Regions from separate parts of the Mus musculus genome. Here region 1 is linked to region 2. The links are chromatin contacts, called in public HiChIP or PLAC-seq maps. All regions are on one chromosome and are shown on one strand. The core of a region is the stretch at or near the end of the contact, and the rest is flanking DNA. Distances in the headings are between cores, read along the strand shown.

Evidence for each region. HiChIP or PLAC-seq counts read pairs in DNA pulled down with a chosen protein or histone mark.
Region 1: a FOXA1 HiChIP or PLAC-seq map of pancreatic cancer cells shows a contact between it and region 2. The contact joins the enhancer-like site here to the promoter of Rad23b in region 2. A contact is called at or near these places in 4 of 115 datasets of contacts at active chromatin or transcription factors (astrocytes, bone marrow-derived macrophages, pancreatic cancer cells and 1 more).

The regions. Positions count from the first base shown.
Region 1 is chr4:56,191,818-56,195,642 of GRCm38.p6, reverse strand. No RefSeq gene overlaps it. Among named protein-coding and RNA genes, the nearest start is that of Gm42291, 120 kb to the left of the region's middle. Within about 2 kb of position 2,397, at least 5 of the 459 cell types and tissues checked have an H3K27ac peak or open chromatin away from gene starts, as enhancers often do. A contact at or near this core is called in pancreatic cancer cells, where this site is marked.
Region 2 is chr4:55,347,811-55,351,986 of GRCm38.p6, reverse strand. Rad23b (RAD23 homolog B, nucleotide excision repair protein) reads right to left here and starts at 1,945. Exons shown (of 10, transcript NM_009011.4): 1 at 1,560-1,945. The coding sequence starts at 1,625. Gm42290 (a long non-coding RNA gene) reads left to right here and starts at 3,785. Exons shown (of 3, transcript XR_881289.3): 1 at 3,785-3,992.

The sequences.
Region 1 (3,825 bases), core at 1,148-3,647, 840 kb before region 2:
GCACCTATATAAACTCAGAAGTTAGGTCTTTTATATTGCTATCATTAATATTATGAATATTAATATATAATTTGACTAACAAACCATCAAAGTTACAGAAGCTTTTGATAAGGAAACACAATGTGTATTCAATAACAATGTTGACTCATTTTGTCTTTTAGTGAAATTCTGTCATATCCTATGCCCTAAAACAATGGACACACTTGTTCAAGTTGGTATGGATTTATGAGTCGCATTGTTATATATGACATAGTTTATTCTTTTTAAGACCTTATCTCTGTTATGCAAAGGTTAGTTCTATAAGAATAGTTCTGAGCATCCAGTAGTTTATTAACTCTTCTGAGGCAAGAGTTGACTCCTAGAGGGGACAGCAGGTTTTATAGAGTGGCTCCTTGTTGGTGATCTGAAGGAGAAACGTCCCTCCAGCAGTTTAGGTGTAAAACACTTGGTCACCAGTTAATGTCACTGCTTGGACAGATAGTACAACCTTGCTGGAGGAAGTGTATCTCCAGGGTGGGCTTGAGAGTTTGTAGGCTTACTCCACTCCTAGTAGGCTCTTTCTGCTTCATTTGTGAGGTTGAGATGTGAACTTTCAGTTCCCTGCTCCAGCCAGCCTTGACTACCTGCTGCTCTGCTCCCCGCCACCGCCCCCGACATTGTGATGGATCTTCCCCATTTAGAACCATAAGCCAGTAGACCCTTTCATACATTGCTTTGGGTCTCGTATTATTTTATCACAGGAACAGAAAAAGCTATGAATACTTGTTACATAACTGGGAGACCGCTTTGTGATGAAAGTACACATCATTAAACATCTACCTTTATTTTCATACCTAACAGGAAGTGTGAAGTAGAGAATGTAAGGGAGTCACATGCAGCTAGGTTAAAGCAACTGCCTTTCCTCTATGGTATGTTGTACTGTCTGCCTCTGGGCTCAGCTTCCAGAGCTCTGGGTATTAGAATATGAGGATGGTGTGGCTGCTGCTCTTCATGGTATGCTGATTGTGGCCTGGTCCTCAGAGTGTTCATAGCTGTTCCCGTATCACTTTAGACTTCTCCTGATTCAGTCCTCATGCTGGTTGGTACCTTGAGCATCTCTCATGAGTTAGCCAATTCTTCTTTTGCCTCTCTCTCTCTCTCTCTCTGCTTGTAAACATATGCTAATCTATGAATGTTTATTGAATAATATTGGGAAACCCAAAAACTTTGACCAGCTACATGCCATATTATCAATTAATACAAATGATTAAGTCTTTCATCTATGTTTTGTCTGATACTCACACATGTATGTATGTATGTATGTATGTATGTATGTATGTATGTATGTATGTATGTATGCAAGTGTGAACAATGTTGGCACAACTGTGAGAACACCAGAAACCAGACATCATGTACATATATATTTACCCACATATATTCTCAGTTATAGAGACCAATCAGTTCTTTTACTAAGATCTTTAGCTGAATACATGAGTCAGGTGGATCAAACTATTTCTTAAAGGCATTGTCATTTGTTTTGTTTTGTTTTGTTTTTCAACCTATATTATCAAATGCAAACATGGAAAAAATATTAATACCAGTCCTCTGACTGTTCTCACTAATCCCTATTAGCTAGGTTTTCCTTCCTGTCAAAAAAACATCTGAAGCATAACTTCATAAGAGGTTTAGTTTTAAATTCTTACTGCATTAATTAATTAGCTAAATAATTAAATATTGAACACTGTGTATGTCAGAGGACAACTTTGTGGAGTTGGTTCTATCCTTCCGATATGTGGGTCCCAGTGATCTAACTCAAGTCAGGCTTAGTACTATGTATCCTTGGCCACTGAGCCACCCTGCTGACCCTTGGAGGTTTATTTAATACACAATTCTGAAAATAAAGGCTTCAAAAAGAAACCACATCTGGTAATCTGTTTTGTTGTTGTTTGTTTGTTTGTTTGTTTTTAACTAGCATTATACCAGGGCAGCATGTGGGACTACACAGCAAGAGACAGGAAGTCTGTATGTCACTTGTGGTCTCACTCCTTTTAAAGGCACTGAGACACATTGTGAGGGATCAGCTCCCGTGACCTCATCCAACCCTAATCAGTCCTTGGAAGCCCCGCCCCTAAGCACACTGGATTGTGTCTGCCCTCTTCATTATGTTAACATATAACTTTGGAGATTAAAATCTTGTGTGAATTCATGGGACACATCATGGAATCTCTAACACCATAGGATTTTTGCCAGGAGATGTCACAAATAGGTCATGACACACCTTCCTCTCTGAGCCTGCATCTGGCTTCAGACTCTTCTCAGCAGGAAGTTCCAGAAAATTGCTAGCCACTGACCAGACAGAAATGTAACACAAAAAAGTTTCCATCTTTGTTTTGAATGTCATTAATGTTTGCTATGACTCATGCCATTTGTTAAAGGGCTCATTCTATTGACTTCTTCAGCTTTGGGCCTGAACCAAGTGGCTTTATGTGCTGGTGGCCCAGTTCTGCTTGCTAGCTTGTTTTCCTGTTTGTGCTCACATTTCTTACTTTGAATTTTCCCCTGTGAAGCTTCTAGACTTACCTAAAGAAAGCCAGATTCAGTAGTGTTTGTTTGCATCTTGTTGTGTTTGGTGGTCCCTAACAATGTAACCGGAGCAGGTGCACTTAAATGCAATTGTGCTAAATTCTGCTCATTCAACAAATGATTATTGAGCACATAGCCCTCGGGTCTTGCACTTTAGAAAGAACATAAAAGACTGGGTTTCTGCCTCCCCAAATTTTACATTTAAAGAAAAAGAAAACGTATTTAGGAAACTATTTATTTGGTCTTCATGAGATCTGTGAGCTGTTAAAACTCTTTCACAATTTTTACTTTTTGGCTAAGTCACAATCTGAGATATGAGATTTGAAAAACACAGTCAGTTGGCAGCAAGTGTGAGCGACACCAACTGCTGCAAAGCTCTGGAACACGGCAGGATCCTGTGCGTGATCAAGTCCTGCCTATGTGCTCCAAGTTAATCCACTTGCTCATAAAACAGAGCCGCTGTTTGTTTATTGCTTGGCAATTCATTTTCTCCAATTTCAAAAAACACTGGAAATCTTACCCACTTTTAAATGTTTTTTTTTTTTTTTGTTTTTTTTGTTTTTTAATGTTTCAAAGTATTTTGGCAGAGCAGAATGTCCAAGCAGATGATGTGACCAGGTCTGAAATTCCTATCAATACCTGATCTCTCCTCCACCCTCATCAGTCTTTGTTGTTACGGGGGCCTGCCAGTCTTTCACGTGAGCCTTGGCAAGTCAGTTGACATCACATCGCTGAGACTCGCTTCTTTATCTCCTCAGGGAGGATAATGATATCTACCTACCAGCAACGTCACGAGGGCTAAAGAGACAATGCCAACTAAAGCTGTAGCATATACTAAAGCTCCATTCTTCTCCTTATCAATACTATAACAACACTGCCAAGGAATGCAAGGGATTTTGTTTGGGCCTCACTCATCTGTCTGTCCATTTGTCCATCCATCCTTCCACCCACCTACCTACACAATCAGGAGTATTCTCTATTCCTGGCCTGCTGTACACAGGCTCTTGTGCCTGACCCTATCCAAATACACAGCTTTCTCTTTCACCGCACTTGGAAAACAAATACCGACGTAATTAGAATACAAAGTGCCAAGGAGAGACACATTTGCACAGCTTGCTTTCCATTGCTGGATAAAACTCTGCGCAAACCAACTTGGGGAGCAAAGGGTGGTTTATTTCACCTTACATTTTAGAATCTATCATCGAGGAAAATCAGGGCAGCACTCAAAACAAGAGCTTGGAGGCATGAAGATCGGACCTAGAG
Region 2 (4,176 bases), core at 696-3,195:
TGTACTTTAAGTAGTAGAAGAAAATGGTGGTGCACTCCCTTAATCCCAGCACTCAGGAGGCAGAGGCTGGCTGATCTCTGAGTTTGAGGCCAGCCAGGGCTAGAGTTGAGTTCCAGGACAGCCAGAGATACACAGAGAAACCCTGTCTCAAAAGCCTAAAGAAAAAAAAAAGGGGGGGGGTGAGGAAGAAATTTGATTCTACAGGGCCTCTGTCCACTAATTGTTAACAACTGCTTCTGTGAAGATTGCAGAGCTCTCATGTAAATGTTTTTCTATACTTTCAAGAATTATTGCAGATATCTGGAAATTAAATAACTTCTTATAAAATTATTTTGTGCCACAATTTCAAAAAGGTTGGGAATTCTTGGCTTCTTATTAAAGATTGAAGGAGACTTTAGAATATTAGATGTGATAGGTAAAACAAAACACCATGTCTTCACACAAACATATACTGATTACATAGTAGGCCTTATTTAGAAATCAACTAAATGCCATTTAATCCTCACCATCTCAGCTGGTACAGTTCCCATTTCAGAAAATCAAACAGGGTAGTTTGTCCCGCTGTAGAAAACGAGTTATAGAGCCACAAATAGAATTCGGATCTCGGATCTATTTAATTAACACCACGTCCTGGTTGTTTCAATTACAAACTCAATCAGTCAAAAAAAAAAAAAAAGAAGAAGAAGAAGGAAACCCCCCCACACAAATATGCAGTAATCTATTGACATAGCGTCATAATTCCACGTGAGAAAAAATTTTATTCGCATGACATTTTTTAGATTCCTGACATAAAGTTGTATTAAAGTTAACACAGATCTTTTTACAGGCAAAACCGGAGACCACTGCATTAGAATTTATCACGTGAACTCGTTAAGTGTAGTAGTCGGCTTTTTAACTGTAGAACACCAAGTTTTTATATTTTTCTCCCTCCCTTCAAATACTACTATTCTAGGAGTCCGAGGAGCGTTCAGGTTCCCAAGACGACCGAAAGAACGCATTTAAATCCGGATCTGAAGGTTTCTAATGCAAAATTCTTCACCACCAACGTGGCCTCAGAACGTAATCCACCTGTGGGTGTGGGTTCAGTGGCTGCGAGGGGAAGGATCGTAAAAACTAATCCAAAATAAGACATAAATAAAAGGGCTCCTTCTGAGAGGCCAAAAAATTCATTTTTCCCCCACCATCCCTCCCGGCTGCAGACAAAACTAGGCGCGTTTAAGGCCCACCGTCTTGGGTAACCGGCCCCTTAGACCTCTGCACCTAGCCATGTCGCCGGAGGGTGGTGGCTTCGCCTGGGTCTCCCTCCCTCCCCCACCTGTGCACGTCAGGCCCGGCTCCAGCGCCCAGGCCGCCAGGTCTCCCCTCCCCCTCCGTCCCCACGACCACGCGCTCCGGGCCGCGGCCACCAGCGCCCACGCGGACCGGTGCTGCTCCACGCCATCTGCCCCCGGGCCTTCCTCGTTGTCGGCCACAAAGCCGGCGGTGACCCGACGCCCCTCTGGGGCCCTCCCGCGCCGCCCCGACTCGGGCCCGCGCTCCCCTAACCCGGCGGCGCATACCGTCTCCTCCGGGTCGATGTCGATCTTGAAGGTCTGCTGCTGAAGGGTCTTCAGGGTGACCTGCATGGTGCCTAAGCCGGGGCCTGGCCGCCCCGGGGTGGCCGCGATCCTCGCGCTCTCGGGAGGAAGGCGGTGGGGGTGGGGGGGCTTGTCACATTCGCCCGGAGTCGCACTCACCCCGGGCCCCGCGTCTCCCCTGGCCGCGCCGCCGCTCGCTCCCGCGGCTTTCCCGGTAAGCTCGACCCGCGGTGCTTCCTCACGCGCCAGCCACTGGGCCCGCAGGAGGCGCGAGGGACTCCCCGAGAGACGCAGAGAACCCGCTACCTCACCACAGGATGGTGGCCGCCATCACCGTGACTCGCCGAGACGTGACCCCTCCCCCACCAGAAAAAAACCCGGAGGATGGGGCCAGACTCGGGCGATCTGAGCAGGCGCAGGGTGCGGCGACGCAGTGCGCAGGCGTGAACAGGAACTCCGCCCGGGAATTGGAGGCGGGGCGATGGGTGGGGCTGGAATATCGTGCGGCGCGGCACCGGCGTGCGCAGGCGCACTTCGCAAGCAGAGGCGCTCGCGGAGGCCTGGTCCGCTCCGCGGTCCTGCAGTGGCTCCGCCTACATCCAGGCTCCGCCCAGCGGCGCGAGTTGCGCAACCCGTAGCCGGGGAACGGCTACGTGGAGTCCCGGCTCAGTGGCTGCGGCTCAGCGAGCGCGGAACCTTGAGGGCGGTGGAGCGGGCGGAGCCTTAGTGCAAGGATTGCCGAGGGCCGGCCCAGGAGGGGCGCACATCGCCAGTCGAGCATGTGTAATGCCGGTTGCTTCCCTGATTCTGAGACTGACTTCAGCCATGGACTGCTTGCTTGCCAGTCTTGTGTTCTCTCACCAGCCTTGGGACCTCCCACCTCTAAAGAAAGGCGGATTTAAGAAGGAGGCCTAGTTGTGTCACGCCTTTCCCTCTATCGTTTTGCTTCGTTTAGGTGTTGGTGGTAGATATTAGGCGGTTGCCTCTCCTCACCCCCTTCCCCCGCCCCCCCCCGCCTCACCCCAAGCGCTGCTTTCCTTTGCACGTGGACCCTTTTAATCTTTGCTCAAATGTCGCCTTCTTGAACTCTATCCTGCCTATCCAACTTAAAGTATCTTATTCGGATCTCATTATCCAGCTCCACTTGTCTCAGTAACCATTCATCACCTTCTGGGTACTCTACACTATGTGTATTTAGCGTGTGTGTCTTCTCTTCTTTTTCTGGTCCCCAGGCTGAAGCTACACAGAGGCATGCATTTTGTTTTGCCCACGTTGTGCCCCAAAGCCTACAGAATAAGCCTAGCACATTGTAGGTACAAGGTAAATATTAGAAAAATAGGTAGACGTGCTTCTGGTTCCTTGGCAGTAAGGGTGAGATGTCACTCAGCTAATTGGTGGTTGGAGAGGGTGGGATAATGCATGTAAGTCTTAGAGTCAGGAACACAAAGTTAAGTGCTTGGCTGTAGCTGTATGATTATTTACACAGCGATAAGACCAGAGTGCAGAGGTGTCGGGTAATAAGCACCACAATAGTAAGTGACACTTTAGGTGCTTGTCTGTATGCTGCCTCTTAATAGTGCAGTGACCCCTGTTAGACTTAAAAAGAAGAAAAAGCAGTTACCATCAGACCACAGTGAGGACAATTATGAGCATCCCCCATCTCTGAGCCAGCACCATCAATGATTACAGTATCGCTATTTGGATTTTCATGATTCCAGAAGCTAGGATATAATTTTGTCATGGAACTTTCCCTAACCAAGCCCCCTCTCCACCGACAAGGTATGTCCCTGAACTATGATAAATATCGAATTCTCTGCCGGCTAGGCTGTCTTCCTGTGGAACTAGTCTTAGTCACCAGGTATGCTCAACTTTTGCTCTGAAAAACTGGCAGCTGGGATCTCTCCCTTTAGCTATAGGGTCAGCCAAAGGCAAAGCAGTATTACTGTTTTCAGCGTAACCAGATGCTGGAAAAAAACATGGGCAAAGGTAGCAACTGACTTCCTTATGGGCTTTCCCTTCAAGCCATTTCTCCCCTCACTCATGACATTCCACCTCTTAGGTACTCAGATCCAAACATCGTCATCATCCTTAAGTCCCTTTCTTCCCTGACTCCTGCTGCCTAGCCACCACATCCAAAACAGGGTCAGGTCTTATCACATTTACTCTCCACTGTGTACCCACACGTTTACCCACTTCCCCCCATGATTTCCATGTCTACAACCATCAGCAGTGGCTGTCTTCTAAGGAGGCTTCGCATCCAATCCCACAACAGTCCAGCAGCCAAAGCACCCAATGTTAAACTGGGGGCTTTAGTTTTGATTTTGTTTCTTATGACAGGGTCTCAACTATATAGCCCAAGCAGAACTGAAACTTGCAATTCTCCTGCCTCAGCCCTCTTGAGTGCTGAGATTACAGGTATGTACCAGTATCCCTAGATCAGAGTTGTCTTTTGAAAACATAAACCATGTCGCATTCTTTTATTCTTTTGTTTTGTTTTGTTTTGTTTTTTTCTTTGTTTTTCGAGACAGGGTTTCTCTGTGCAGCCCTGGCTGTCCTGGAACTCACTTTGTAGACCATGCTGGCCTCGAACTCAGAGATT